Linked DNA regions of Mus musculus: regions 2 and 3 are each linked to region 1. Evidence: chromatin contacts called from public promoter capture Hi-C data. All regions are on one chromosome and are shown on one strand. The core of a region is the stretch at or near the end of the contact, and the rest is flanking DNA. Distances in the headings are between cores, read along the strand shown. Region 1 holds the start of Magoh (mago homolog, exon junction complex core component). Region 2 overlaps Ndc1 (NDC1 transmembrane nucleoporin). Region 3 holds the start of Zyg11a (zyg-11 family member A, cell cycle regulator).

Region 1 (4,282 bases), core at 500-2,999:
TTTGCTCATCTATGAGTACGCTGCCACCCCCATCCCCCGCCTTCTTCCACTCCCCAGTGTGTGGATCAGGAGGGGGCTCTGAGGTGGGAGAGTAGTAGTAAATGTCTATGGTTTAGCTCTAAAGAGCGTAATTCGAGGTTGAGACTTTCCCCTGATCCGTTTCCTCTTCAGAAGCAAAGTCAATGCTGTCTTCATAGTCTATGTACTAGGGACTAATATATTTAATTCTATGATAACATTTGGGAGTCACAGGTAGGTTTTCTTATCCTTTGTTTTACAGATGAAAACACAGAGACCAAGTTCAGCCAGAGAACTTGTTTTGAGGTCACATGGTCAGTATGGGGCACACCGAGGGTACAAACCAAGACACACAGATTTCAAACACTTACTAGCTTTTGATTCAGCACTGGGGGGGGGGGGGGAGTGAATCAGAGAAATAATCTAGCTGCTTAGAAATAAGTGCTCGCTTCCTACACTTCATCTTTCATTACCAGAGAGAACATAAGCAATGGGAAACCAAAGGCTAAGTCGTAGTGAAGGAAAGGTCTGTACCTCTTTCCTGATCATGACGTCATTTTTGTAATTGCTGTTGTTGGCGTATCGCAATTTACCTTCGGAAGAAAAAAGAAAAAAAAAAAAGAATGCAACGTATTAGAAAACATGAACAAAGCACCATTACCCTCCAAAGAATATGAGCTTTGCCTAAATTATATCGAATGTTTCAACCCATTTCCCAGCTGTGATAGTAGTGTTTTTGGTACTTCACTTGAAACTACTGAACAACAGAAGAAGGACCTGACAGTAAACTAGAGTCCCGGGAAAAGGCTGCCATGATGTAGCAAAAGAACACGTTCTCAGCTGTAAACAGGAATTTTAATGCTATCTTAGCTGCACAGAGAAGAACATGCTGATGTTCAACTGGGTTGGGAAAGGACTTTGAAAACTAAGGAAGCTGTATGCAAGCAAGCACTACAAACACCTGTATAGCGAGGCTCTTGACTAACATCACCCCCTACTACTGTCTCTCAGTCACCCCAGTGACCACCTGGATATGTCTGGCTCTTTGAGGTCCTATGACACTTGCTACTCCTGTAGATGCTTTTCTTCCTGTACTTCAAAAATTGATCCCTTTTCAATTACGGCTTAATTCAAATTCACACTCCTCAGACTGCTCTTTAAAAGCGACCTTACTTTTTGATCACTCCACACTACAAGAGATCGCTGTGGTTTCTTCCGGCTCTGAAACACATGTTCCACGAGAGGGGAAAATTTATTTTTGTTGCTCTGTCCCCAGACTGGAAAACAAACAGCCCATTCTCAGATGGACATTAAATCTTTGTTGAATGTAAGCAACCTGGCTTTTTAAAAAGCTACGAAGGAGAATCGCCAGCGGATGAAGAGAAAGAACCAATGAAGCCGACAAAAGAATGCCTCTTTCACGACCCAACAGCACGGTGGTCGGCGTCCCTTGCTTCGCTTCGCCACATTCCGCAGCCCGCCTTCTCTCCGCCCTCCCCGGGGCCGGTCCCACTGCCCGCAGCCGGGAGGCCGCTCTTACCGTCAGGTCGGAATTCAAACTCCAGGAACTCATGACCGAACTTGCCTTTGTGGCCCACGTAGTAACGCAGGTAAAAGTCACTCTCCATGCCTCGCAAGGGACAAGGAGGACGGAACTTTAGGAACGGATGACACTACCACGGCCTGCGGTCTACGTCTTATACTGGCGTAATGGTGGCGCGCGGAAATGACGTCTGCCACCGCGACACTAAGAGTTTCTCACTCTCCGGAGGCGGGAACGAGATTACCACGCCCCCTCCCCTAGACGCTGGGTCAAGATCGCCACGCCCCCTTGGTTGTATATCGAGAGTTCTGGAAGATCTTGGGATCCGAGAACTGCATCTGGGTTTCAGCCCAACACTGAGCGCTAGAGTCCTGTCAGGCGCAACCTCAATTTAAAGAGACAAGTGAGTCGAACGAGGTTATTCACACTCTGAACCTAGATGGGTTTCCACAGTAAAAGGAGGCAAAATGATTTGCTCATCTATGAGTACGCTGCCACCCCCATCCCCCGCCTTCTTCCACTCCCCAGTGTGTAGATCAGGAGGTGGCTCTGAGGCGGGAGATTAGTAGTAAATGTCTAAAGAGCGTAATGAGAGTTTGAGACCAGTGGCTGCATACTAAGACCCTGTCCCGAAAAATAAAGTTGGCTTTACTTAGCTGTCTTTTAAGAATGACTCCTTTCCCATTCCACAATGTTGCCTGAAACTTGCCTGCATTTAGCTAACATCCCTTTCTGCTATTTCTTTATTTTACGTGTAGGCAGAGTACTGCTACCTGATCCAGACTGACCTGAAACCACAAACCCTCCTACCTCATCCTCACGAGGGTCACCACTCATGAACGAGTTGCCTTTCATTCTTCCCTTTCAAGCTAACATGTCTAGATAGGTGTTGTGGGTCGGTTAAATGAATGTTGGATCCCTACTAGGCTTTTTTGTCTTGTTTTGTTTTGTTTTTCGAGACAGGGTTTCTCTGTGTAGCCCCGGCTGTCCTGGAACTGACTCTGTAGACCAGGCTGGCCTCAAACTCAGAAATCCACCTGCCTCTGCCAAGTGCTGGGATTAAAGGTGTGCGCCACCACCGCCCGGCTCCTACTGGTCATCTTATTTAGCAGCGATTCTCAGCCCTAGCCACATGCTGACAGAATCCAGTTTCACTGAAGCCTCTAAAAAAATACCCAGGTGAGAACTGGGCATGGTGGCCAATGCCTTTGATCCCAGCACTTCAGAGGCAGAGTGGAGTAGACCTCTGTGAGTTTAAGCCTAGACTGCTCTTTGCATAGTGAGTTCCAGGCCAGTCAGGACTACCAAGTAAGATACACACACACAAACTGAAACAAAAACGAGGTGGGTCAAATGTGGAGACCACTACCCAAGAGGTTCATTTTCAAGAGCCAAAGTTGACCTCTGTGAAAGGTCAAATTTCTGGTGCGGGAATTTTAAGGTCAAGTAGGTGAAATACGGTAAATTCTAGTCATAGAAGATTGACACACGACAGGTGTGGTGGCACATGCCTTTAATCCCAGCACTCAGGAGGCAGAGGCAGGCGGATTTCTGAGTTCGAGGGCAACCTGGTCTACCGAGTGAGATCCAGGACAGCCAGAGAAACCCTGTCTCAAAAAAAAAGAATTGACACACATCGTTACCAGAGATGTCGTCTCACCACTCTCTGCCCTGCCACTGGTTTGTTTCTTGTTCTCTGAGACAGGGTCTGGCTGTGTAGCCCTGGCTGGCCTGAAACTCACTATATTGGCCAGACTGGGCTGGGGTACAGATATCCACCTGCCTTTGCAGGACTCTAGAGGAGTCCTGGTATTAAAGGCGTGTGCCACCACCTTGCCTGGCTCCTACTGCACTTTAGAAAGATCACTTTGGTTGTCATGTAAGCCGACTGGAAAATAGGAAGGCCAGAAGTGCAATTGTTATGGAGATAGGTAGTCGTTAAGGAAATCCATGAAGGTAGTACTGTGGTGGTGATGACCCATGTGTAGGTAGTGGCTGCAAACTGGAAAATGAGTGGATTTGAAGTGAAATACCTTAACATAAAGGGTAGGTGTAATGGCTATTCCTGGTTGTCAACTTGACTATATTCAAAATGAATTACAATCCAGAATTGGAAGGCTCACCTATGGTCCTGATCTTGAGGCTGGGAGATACAAGTTTCCGACCTGGTCTTGGCATGGAGATCATGAGGCATAGTGGCTATGAATCCCAGGAGATTAAGGCAAGGAGATCTGAGTTCAAGGTCATCTGCGACAAAGCAAGTCTTAGATCCAGGCATGGTGGTACACACCTTTAATCTAGGCCACACCTTCTGCTGGAGACCTACATAAGGACATTGGAAGAAGGAAGATTCACTCTTCTTCCCCTAGATCCAGGTGTGGTGGTACACACCTTTAATGTGGAGACCTACATAAGGACATTCTTCTTCTGCTTGCCTTGTGGGACTGAGCAACTGCTAAATCCTTGGAGTTGGACTACAGACAAACCAATCCGCTTACTATATAGAGACGAGGCATAAGTTCTCTGACTCTAGAGAACCCTGACTAACACAGTAGGCAAAGGAGACTAAGCTGTGGCCAAAGCTGTAAGGGAGAAACCAGGCATATGGAGCCATAGAAGCCAAAATAAGAGTATTCCAGGAAGAGTGGCCTAGTATAAAATACTGCTCCTAGGTCAAGGAAGAAAAGGACTGGAGTGTCTACAAGGAGGCCTTGGTAAAGT
Region 2 (4,282 bases), core at 1,254-3,753, 490 kb after region 1:
TGCTAAACATAGCTACCTCACACATGCAATTAGCCAGGAACTAACTACTGTCACTTCCCTAGGAAACGGATACATTCCCCTTTGTGTAGGACTAGGAGTCACCTGCAGAGCTCAGTTTCTTGGGTTCCACTGAGTATGATGAATACATCCTCCCATTTGTAGCAGCAGCTTCTTGGTAGAGAACCAGTTTCTGAGTCATATCATTTAAAAGATTCAAACACTCCCTCGAAATAGCAGTCCAATTGTGGGGATGTCCACCTACGGTAGCCAAACAACACCTATTAAAATATAAAAAAACCCATATTCTCTTCCCAAAGCTTGGGGCAGGGGCAGTCAGCAAGAAAACCCACTTTCTCAGTTAAGCTATTATTGTTACTCAAGCCACCTAACACAGCAATTTAAGAACTACTTGGCTGAATCAATTTGCTCAAAAGCCTGCAAGCAAAACTTTGGATTTTACTCTTAAATTAGTTGCCAAAACTAAGCCAAGGACTAGGCCATATTTTTTTAAGACCAGAATTACTTCACTAGCAATGCTTAAGATTGTTAAGTCTGTGAAAAATGAACCAGGGCAGTGAAAGCTAGGATGCATAACGGTACCTCCAGGGGATGCTATACTACCTGCCTATTCACGGGGTTTCCTTACATGTCCATTTATAGGAGCTCCTCCCAATTAACAGTTGCACAAACATCCAAGAAGAAATCATTCTTACATTTTAAACAGCTATTCTGAACAGCATGACATAATCCAGCGCTGCTCCATAACTGACTCCCAGGACATTTAACCACCCTCACGTCTAACACACTCATGCTAGCAGCCACTAACTTACCCTCTAAGCAATCCACAGCAGCACAACCTTGTTCTCAAACATCCCTACTTTATGTGACAATGGCCCCACTGCACCAGAGATGGTGGCAACTTCATCATAGTACATTATTATAACTGCTGTATTTTCTTCTTATTGCTGCTCATCCCTATGGTGTTTAATTCATACATTTCATCATAGGTATACAGGTATATATGCATTAGGAAGCAACAGATACAGAGTTCACCACCATCCACAGTTTTAAGCACCATTGAGTATCTTGGAACACGTTCCAAGATAAATAAAGGAGAGACTATGTGTAAGAGCCAATATCCACACCAGGTATGCTGGTGCAGCCAGGTGGATCTCTGAGTTTGAGGCCACAGAGCTAAGTCCAGGGCAGCCATGTAGCCATGTCTCAAAAGTTTAAAAAAAGCAGCCAGCATTTGTTATGCTGTCTCTAGGAGTGGCTTGGCTGTTTGACAATGACCTTTACTCTTTCTAATTTTTTTTTTTTTTGGTTTTTTTTTTTTTGAGACAGGGTTTCTCTGTATAGCCCTGGCTGTCCTGGAACTCACTTTGTAGACCAGGCTGGTCTCGAACTCAGAAATCCGCCTGCCTCTGCCTCCCGAGTGCTGGGATTAAAGGCGTGTGCCACCACGCCCTGCTCTCTTTCTAATTTTTAAAATCTATTTTAAACTTTAGTATATTTAAAAAAAAAAAAAACAAAAAAGGCGCTGGGCGTGGTGGCGCACACCTTTGATCCCAGCACAGGAGGCAGAGGCAGGAGGATTTCTGAGTTTGAAGCCAGCCTTGTCTACAGAGTGAGTTCCAGGACAGCCAGGGCTACACAGAGAAACGCTGTCTCAAAAAACAAAAACAAACAAACAAAGGCAAAAAATTCATACACCAAAATTAAGCACACACAACTCTACGATTCAATTTTTCATACTTAGAGATCTTATATATGGGCCATTATGTTATTTAACATGAACTAATAGTTCTCATTCTTAAAGAAAAACAAACAAACAAACACCCTCACCTGTCTTTGATTCCCAAGCCCTTTGCCTATTAAGAGTTGTCACATGTGCCATGGCGTGCTAAGAACAGCAGAAGGCACTGTAAACTCCTCCCATCTCATGTCACTCAGCCCCTCATCACACAGATCCCTCTGAAACACACTCCTTTCCTACCACGTGCAGGGACCGTCGCCTAACCAGCAAGCACACACAAGATCCTCATCAGACTGAGATGCAACTCCGGACAGCTAGGAGCTGTGTGATATTCTAATTAACCTTCAATCACATGCCCCAGAGCAGGCCTCTGGCGAAGCACATGCTATTTTGTAGTTGCTTGAATAACAAAGTGCAGAAGAAGAGCCCAAGTGTGACAGAAAGCCCAAGTGTGACAGAAAGCACAGCGGCCTCGTTTTCTCCACAACCCAGCACTGGATTTCTCAGCGCTAAAAAGAAAGCAGCTCTGATCAATTATATTTTTATATAACTGGGTTTCATTTCCACATCACATTTAACTACAGATGATCTTTTTACAGTCTGGGAATTGGCAAGCTTTGCAAAATGATTGAGAGCTAATTAGAAAGCAGATGAAAGGTTACCCAGGCCCTTTCTTTCCCACTGGGGATAGGACTAGGCTGGACCAGTTCCACGCCAGGAACATGGTGAGAGTTCTGGCAAAGTCAGTCTTGAGCTTGTACAGTCTTGGCAAGCACAGCAGAGAACACCAGGCCTGCCAAAGTCACCCTCAGTCACTAACAAATCCAGTTTCTGGCTAACTTTTCTTCTAAGGGAGGCAGCGTAACCTAGCAGGAGCAGAGAGCTACGTCCATGGAGTCAAAAGATAAATCGGACTCCAATCCTTACTCCCATCTAGGGGAAGTCACCTGGTTTTTAAGTCCTCAATGGCATTACCAGAGCTAAGATTCCTAGGTTGAACTTTTCTGATAAGACACTTAGTACACAATTTCTTCAGGTTCAGGTATTTAAGGAGCTGAAAAAAAAGAAAAAATGAATATCTACAAATCAATGCTTTTCCCTGGTGACATAAATCTACTCAGCAGTGTCACCACTTGGGCCATGTAATATTCAGTCCAGTGTTCATCTAAGGTCTCAGAGGTGCAGTGAGGACAAACCATACCTCTCTTTCAAAGGCTCTGGGGCACTCTGAGCACGCACGAGCCCAATTAAGTCTATGACTCTCAGCAATACCTGGTTGGCTGAGACTGAAAACTTCTTGCCTCCGAGAAGGAGAATATTGAGAAAGCAGCATCAGGTCCTGTAAGGCCAAATACTAAAAGGAACAAAGAAAGACAGACTGTTAAAGCTTTAACAAAATCATATGTAAAAAGTAGGCACATAAATATCCAAGGAATCACAACTTCCCTTCTAACTCTCATGCATGCCTCTACCTCCCCACACACTCTAGGCTCTGGCTACTTACAGGAACTACAGAGCTCTGTATTTTTTTTTTTTTTTCAGGTCTGTAGGGTTAACTCCAATACCCCCTCCTCCTATAAGTTCCTGCCCCGGTCCCGCCCCCGCCCCCAGATCTGGGCCACAGCACTTGTGCCTGCTGCCTCATCTGCTTCTACTCAGCAGTGCGAGGCCCATAGGAACAGGGACATGGCCTTGCTCACTACTGCTACATCCAATGGCAGGGCCTAACACACAAAACACTCATTTTTTGCTCTTTCCGAAAAGCTACCTTCTCCTGGACAAGCCTCTTTATTTCTTCAAAGCATCAGTTCTGAGCGTCTGGTACTGGGACCAGGGGAGACGGTGGTGCCACTGCTCTTGCCAGTAGAAACCTAGCACTGTCATGTGTCTTAGTCATTGTCCTACCCAACACAACCCACAGCACCTGACAACTGACCTTCTAATAAAGATTCAGTAAGTGGCCAAACGAATGGCTAACACTTACTAGCAATTAGTGCTGCAATAGCTCATTTTCCTACTTGTTTATGCTTCTCTAGACTATGCCAAAAACACTGGGCTCCATTTCTTTTAACTGATTTTAAAGTACTAATCCAGCTGCGCACGCCAGAAGATGCCTGTTATCTTAGCACTTAGAATGTGGCTTAGGCACGAGAATTGCAAAATCAACTCCAACCTGGCCTACATAGCAGGATCCTGTCTCAAAAACCAAAAAATATAAATAAGGCACTATGATCTTTTAACAGGGTAAGACATATCCTGTTATACTTAGATTTCCTTTACAATTTCAAATTATAATCTGAATCAAACAAAATTTTTAGTTTGATTTGTAAACTTATTTAACTTTTATGATTATGATTTGTTTTAGAATTACAAGCATCTTGTGTATCACACTACCTGATACAGCAATTTAAAAGCACACTAGTGTTCCTGCTGGACTAGCTGGAATGGTTCGTCTACGCTCTGCATTTAGTTGGCTAGCACCTTCTGTTCGAGAGAGGTGCATCTTACACGTCTCCTATGATC
Region 3 (4,282 bases), core at 1,106-3,605, 340 kb before region 1:
TTTTTTAAAAAAGAAAAGGAAAGAAAGAAAGAAAGAAAGAAAGAAAGAAAGAAAGAAAGAAAGAAAGAAAGAAAGAAAGAACTTTCTCCACAAAGTTGTGGCAAACATCTTTACAAGCTGAGCCATCTCACTGGCCCACAAATATGCTCTTCTCTTTTCTTTTTTCTTTTGAGATAGTTTCTCATTATTCAGAACTGTCTGTCCTGTCCTGGAACTGGAACTCTCTATGTAGAGCAGGCTGGCCTCAAACTCACAGAAACCCACCTACTTCAGCCTCCTCCTAAGTGCCAGGATTAAAGATGTGTGCCACTAAACTCTTTCTTTTTGGAGGGGGTGGGGGGGCACGCTTGGTTTTTTGAGACAGGGTTTCTCTGTGTAGCCCTGGCTGTCCTGGAACTCACTCTGTAGACCAGGCTGGCCTCGAACTCAGAAATCCACCTGCTTCTGCCTTGCAAGTGCTAGGATTAAAGGCGTGCACCACTACACCTGGCTGTTTACTTTTTAAATGACCAACAATAAATAGAAAAACAATGTCAGAATAAAGTCCTGGGGTTTCAGTGGGTAAAACACTGGCTGCATTTACCTCACAACCTGAATTTGACCCCCAGGTCCTACTGTGTATGCAGGACACAAAGACACACACACAGACATAGACACATACACACACACAGACATAGACACACACACACACCAGCAGTAACAAAACCCTGCCACAAACAAAAGACATAACATACACATATATAACTGTAAAATAAACTTTAAGAACAGAAATCCAGACAGTCTTTCAAATGCGATATATTTAGGTTTTGGGCCAGCACTCCTGACTCTTGTGTCTCCCAAATTCTGAGATTGCAGACGTTCACCACCGCCATGCCAACTTAAATCACAAATTTGAATAATGAGTCTTTGATTTATTTTGGCCCTACCCAGTCCAGAACTCACAGAGTTCAATCTGCCTCTGCCTCCCTCGAGTGCTGGGATCAAAGGCCCATGCTTTCCCAGGTAAAATCCCTTCATCCTGGCTCTTACTTCTAACCTTCAGTTTCCGCAATGGCTTGTTCTCATTCCTAAAATTCTGTTCTTGCAGTGTGCGGAGTGAGTGGTCTAACAGCCACGCCCCCACATGGCTAGCAGCCACGCCCCCGCATCGCTAGCTTTGTAGTTACTTTCAAGGACAGCTGTATACAACTCACCTTGCACCTTGGGAGGTGGAAGTGGAAGAATCAGTTCAAGGTCATCTTCAGCTATAATGCAAATTCCAGGCTGGTGAACAAGAAAACAGACCGCTGAGGGAAGCGTAGCCTGGTCCTTTGTTCTTGAAAACTAATTTTAACATTTGAATTCCTTCATCTAGCACGAGCCTGGGAAGTGCCTGAGTACAAACCTTATCTTTAGCAATCCTGGTTTCTGCCTGTGTGCTCTCACCTGATCTTACATGTAGTTGATAAAAATTAGGCTTCAGATACCCCCAGCAATCCAAGAGATTGGGCTCTCTGTCTCTGCCTTTCACCTGTCTGTCTAGGTCTCTTAACAGCATTGGCCTGGATCCGAGCAATAGTTGTATGTTAAATAAGATGGTCTTAAAGTAATGGGGGCTGAGGTTAGTTTCAAACTAGTTTTCAGAAGAAAACCTTCAACCTTTGATCCTGTTTCCACTTCCCTGTGCTCTTATAAAAATAGGTGCTGTGTTTTGTTTTTGAAATTTTATTGTGTGTGCGTGTCGTGTGTGTAAGCAGACGTTAACACTGCACTCTGTCCCCTTCCAACCAGGTTAGCAGCCTCTAGAAATATTTTGTACCGTTAATCCTCATCAAGGAGTCAAAACGTGACTGGTATCTGGGGCAAAGCCTTTGAAAATGCTTTTTAATTTGTTTAAAGCACTTAAAAATCTGGCACGTGGTAGAGCCCTGGCCTACAATGCGCTCTAGATTCCTTATCTAACTCAAAAAAAAAAAAAAAAAAAAAAATCAAGCCCTGGTGGGTGGCTACTTCTTTAATACCAGTACTTTGGAGGCAGAGGCCGGTGGACGTCTATGAACTTGGAGTTCTAGGACCAGCCAGGGCTACACAGAGAAACCTTATTTCAAAACCAAAACCAACCAAACAAAAAACAAACAAACAAAAAAACACCCCCCCCCCACAAAATACCCCCCCATAAAAAGAAGAAACAAAATAAAAATGTACAATGAGGAACGCTGTGCGTGCTATGCGAACGCCCTCGGCAGCGTGGGTCTCAGGGCGCTCGGCCTCCGAGGAGTGAATAGGAGTTGGGTGGCTGAGGCTGGAGAGCGAGGACCATTGGGCGTGCGGCGGGGGCGGGGTCGCGGCGGACCTGTGCGCGGCGTGGGGCGGCCATTCAAACGCCGGCCGACCTTCCTGAGCTCTCCTCCCGTGCCGGGCGACCTTCCTGCGCTCTCCTCCGGGGCGCCGGGGCGCGACGTCGGCGGCCGGGCTCGCGTGGGCGGCGTCGGCGTCATGGTCCATTTCTTGCATCCGTTGCTGTGGCCGCGGGCCCTCGTCCTGCCCGACGCCCAGCAGGACGCGCAGGGCCACTGCTTGGTGCAGGTGAGTGTGGCCGCCGTCCGGGCTCCGGGGCGTCCGCCCGTCGTGCAGCGCGGCCCGCGGGCGGGCGGGCTGGTGCGGGGCGGCCTCCTCCGGGCGGGCGGGCGGGCGGCGAGTTGGGCGTGACGGTTCCCTGGAAGTCGCCGGCAGGCCGGCCCGGGCTCCGGGCTCCAGGCTCCGTGGACGCCGCGTCCAGCCCTCGCGGGGTTCCTGTTCGCTGCGCTGCTGAGGAAGGCGCCCGAGTTCGAACCCCAGCCATACTGAGCCCCCCGCTGCGCGCAGGCGCCACCCCCTCAGGCTAGCCCCGCTCCTCTCCTCAGACCTCCAGCCCGCCCGGTCTCCTCAGCCCGCTCCCTTCAGATGGCCTCACCTCAGCAAGCACAGACCCGCCCCTCTCCTCAGGGCCCCGAGCCGCCTCCTCTTAGCGCCCCACGCAGCGGCTCCCCTAAGTCGCCCACCCACCTGCCCCAGGAACCGAGTGCGGAAGGCGGCGAGCCCGAGGGTGACTGGGTCTACACTAGAACTTAGTGATCTTGGATGCTCAGTACCTGGCGGGGGTGGGGTGGGGGACAGCGAAAAATACACCGGTGACAGGCAGATGTGGGTGCTGGGAACAGAGTTTCGGCCTCTAGAAGAACCCTGTGCCCTCTTTTAACCTCTGAGCCATCTCCTTAGCCCCTATTTTAATTTTATTCTGGAAATAAAATTCCACCCAAGATCAGGCTGGTCTGGAACTCACTAAGTAACTCAGGCTGGCCTTGCATTCTCAACAATACTGGGGTTACAATTACAAGCAAGTGACAGGGGACCCAGCTTCTTTCTGCTTGTCCCTGCTTACAAGACAAGCGTCTTACCAAGTGAGCTACTCCTCGGGCCTTGCAGGTTTTAACTCATATGCCTATGTATTTTTTGGGAGTTAATAAAGTTAGTTCTTTGTATATCTCCATATTTATAAAAGGAGACAACATTTGCTGAGCCATGGTGGGACACGTCTTTAATCCCAGCACTCAGGAGTTAGTTTGAGGCCAACCTAGTCTACAGAGTGAGTTCCAGGAAGCCAAAGCTACACAGAGAAACTGTCCAAAGTGGAAAAAAAGAAGTGGGGGGGGGGGGGGGACAGCATTCCCAGAACTATAACAGATTTTGCTTTGGTAATATCTATCAAGAAATGTATTCTCTACTTCATTCGGTTTATCAAATTTATTGGAATTTGAAATCTTCATGGAGTTTTTTTTTCTTTTTCGAGACAGGGTTTCTCTGTGTAGCCCTGGCTGTCTTGAAACTCATTCTGTAGACCAAGCTGACCTTGAACTCAGAAATCCACCTGCCTCTGCCTCCCAAGTGCTGGGATTAAAAGTGTGTGCCACCACCACCCAGCCTTAAATTATCTTTTTAGTGTATATATGGTATCTGTAATTTTTCTGGTTATTATCTTCCAACATATACAACTTTTTTTTAAAGATGTCTTTATTATATGTAAGTACACTGTAGCTAGCTGTCTTCAGACACATGAGAAGAGGGCATCAGATCTCATTATGGATGGTTGTGAGCCACCATGTGGTTGCTGGGATTTGAGCTCAGGACTTTCTCGGAAGAGCAGTCGGCGCTCTTAACCACTGAGCCATCTCTCCAGCCCCCGATATACACCTTTTTTATTTTAATAGTTGTGGGTAATATCTTTATAATTCCCCTTATTTTGCTTACATGATGTGTAATTTTT

The links. Promoter capture Hi-C pulls out the DNA fragments that hold promoters and counts their contacts.
Region 2: a promoter capture Hi-C map of hippocampal neurons shows a contact between it and region 1, with 3 times the contacts expected there. The contact joins the enhancer-like site here to the promoter of Magoh in region 1. A contact is called at or near these places in 7 of 39 promoter capture datasets (the 3T3-L1 cell line, the C10 cell line, embryonic stem cells and 3 more), 1 of 115 datasets of contacts at active chromatin or transcription factors (bone marrow-derived macrophages) and 1 of 9 other capture datasets (embryonic stem cells).
Region 3: a contact with region 1 is called in a promoter capture Hi-C map of stem cell-derived epiblast-like cells, with 3 times the contacts expected there. The contact joins the promoter of Zyg11a here to the promoter of Magoh in region 1. A contact is called at or near these places in 13 of 39 promoter capture datasets (the C10 cell line, the HPC-7 cell line, cranial neural crest and 10 more), 4 of 115 datasets of contacts at active chromatin or transcription factors (bone marrow-derived macrophages, embryonic stem cells and forebrain) and 1 of 9 other capture datasets (adipose tissue).

What each region holds. Positions count from the first base shown.
Region 1 is chr4:107,877,222-107,881,503 of GRCm38.p6, reverse strand. It overlaps Magoh (mago homolog, exon junction complex core component), which reads right to left and starts at 1,749. Exons shown (of 5, transcript NM_001282737.1): 1 at 1,559-1,749; 2 at 553-611. The coding sequence starts at 1,646.
Region 2 is chr4:107,385,427-107,389,708 of GRCm38.p6, reverse strand. It overlaps Ndc1 (NDC1 transmembrane nucleoporin), which reads right to left. Exons shown (of 18, transcript NM_028355.4): 10 at 3,032-3,113; 11 at 103-258. Among named protein-coding and RNA genes, the nearest start is that of Ndc1, 20 kb to the right of the region's middle. Within about 2 kb of position 2,503, at least 15 of the 459 cell types and tissues checked have an H3K27ac peak or open chromatin away from gene starts, as enhancers often do. A contact at or near this core is called in hippocampal neurons and liver, where this site is marked.
Region 3 is chr4:108,216,116-108,220,397 of GRCm38.p6, reverse strand. It overlaps Zyg11a (zyg-11 family member A, cell cycle regulator), which reads left to right and starts at 2,355. Exons shown (of 14, transcript NM_001167936.3): 1 at 2,355-2,565. The coding sequence starts at 2,476.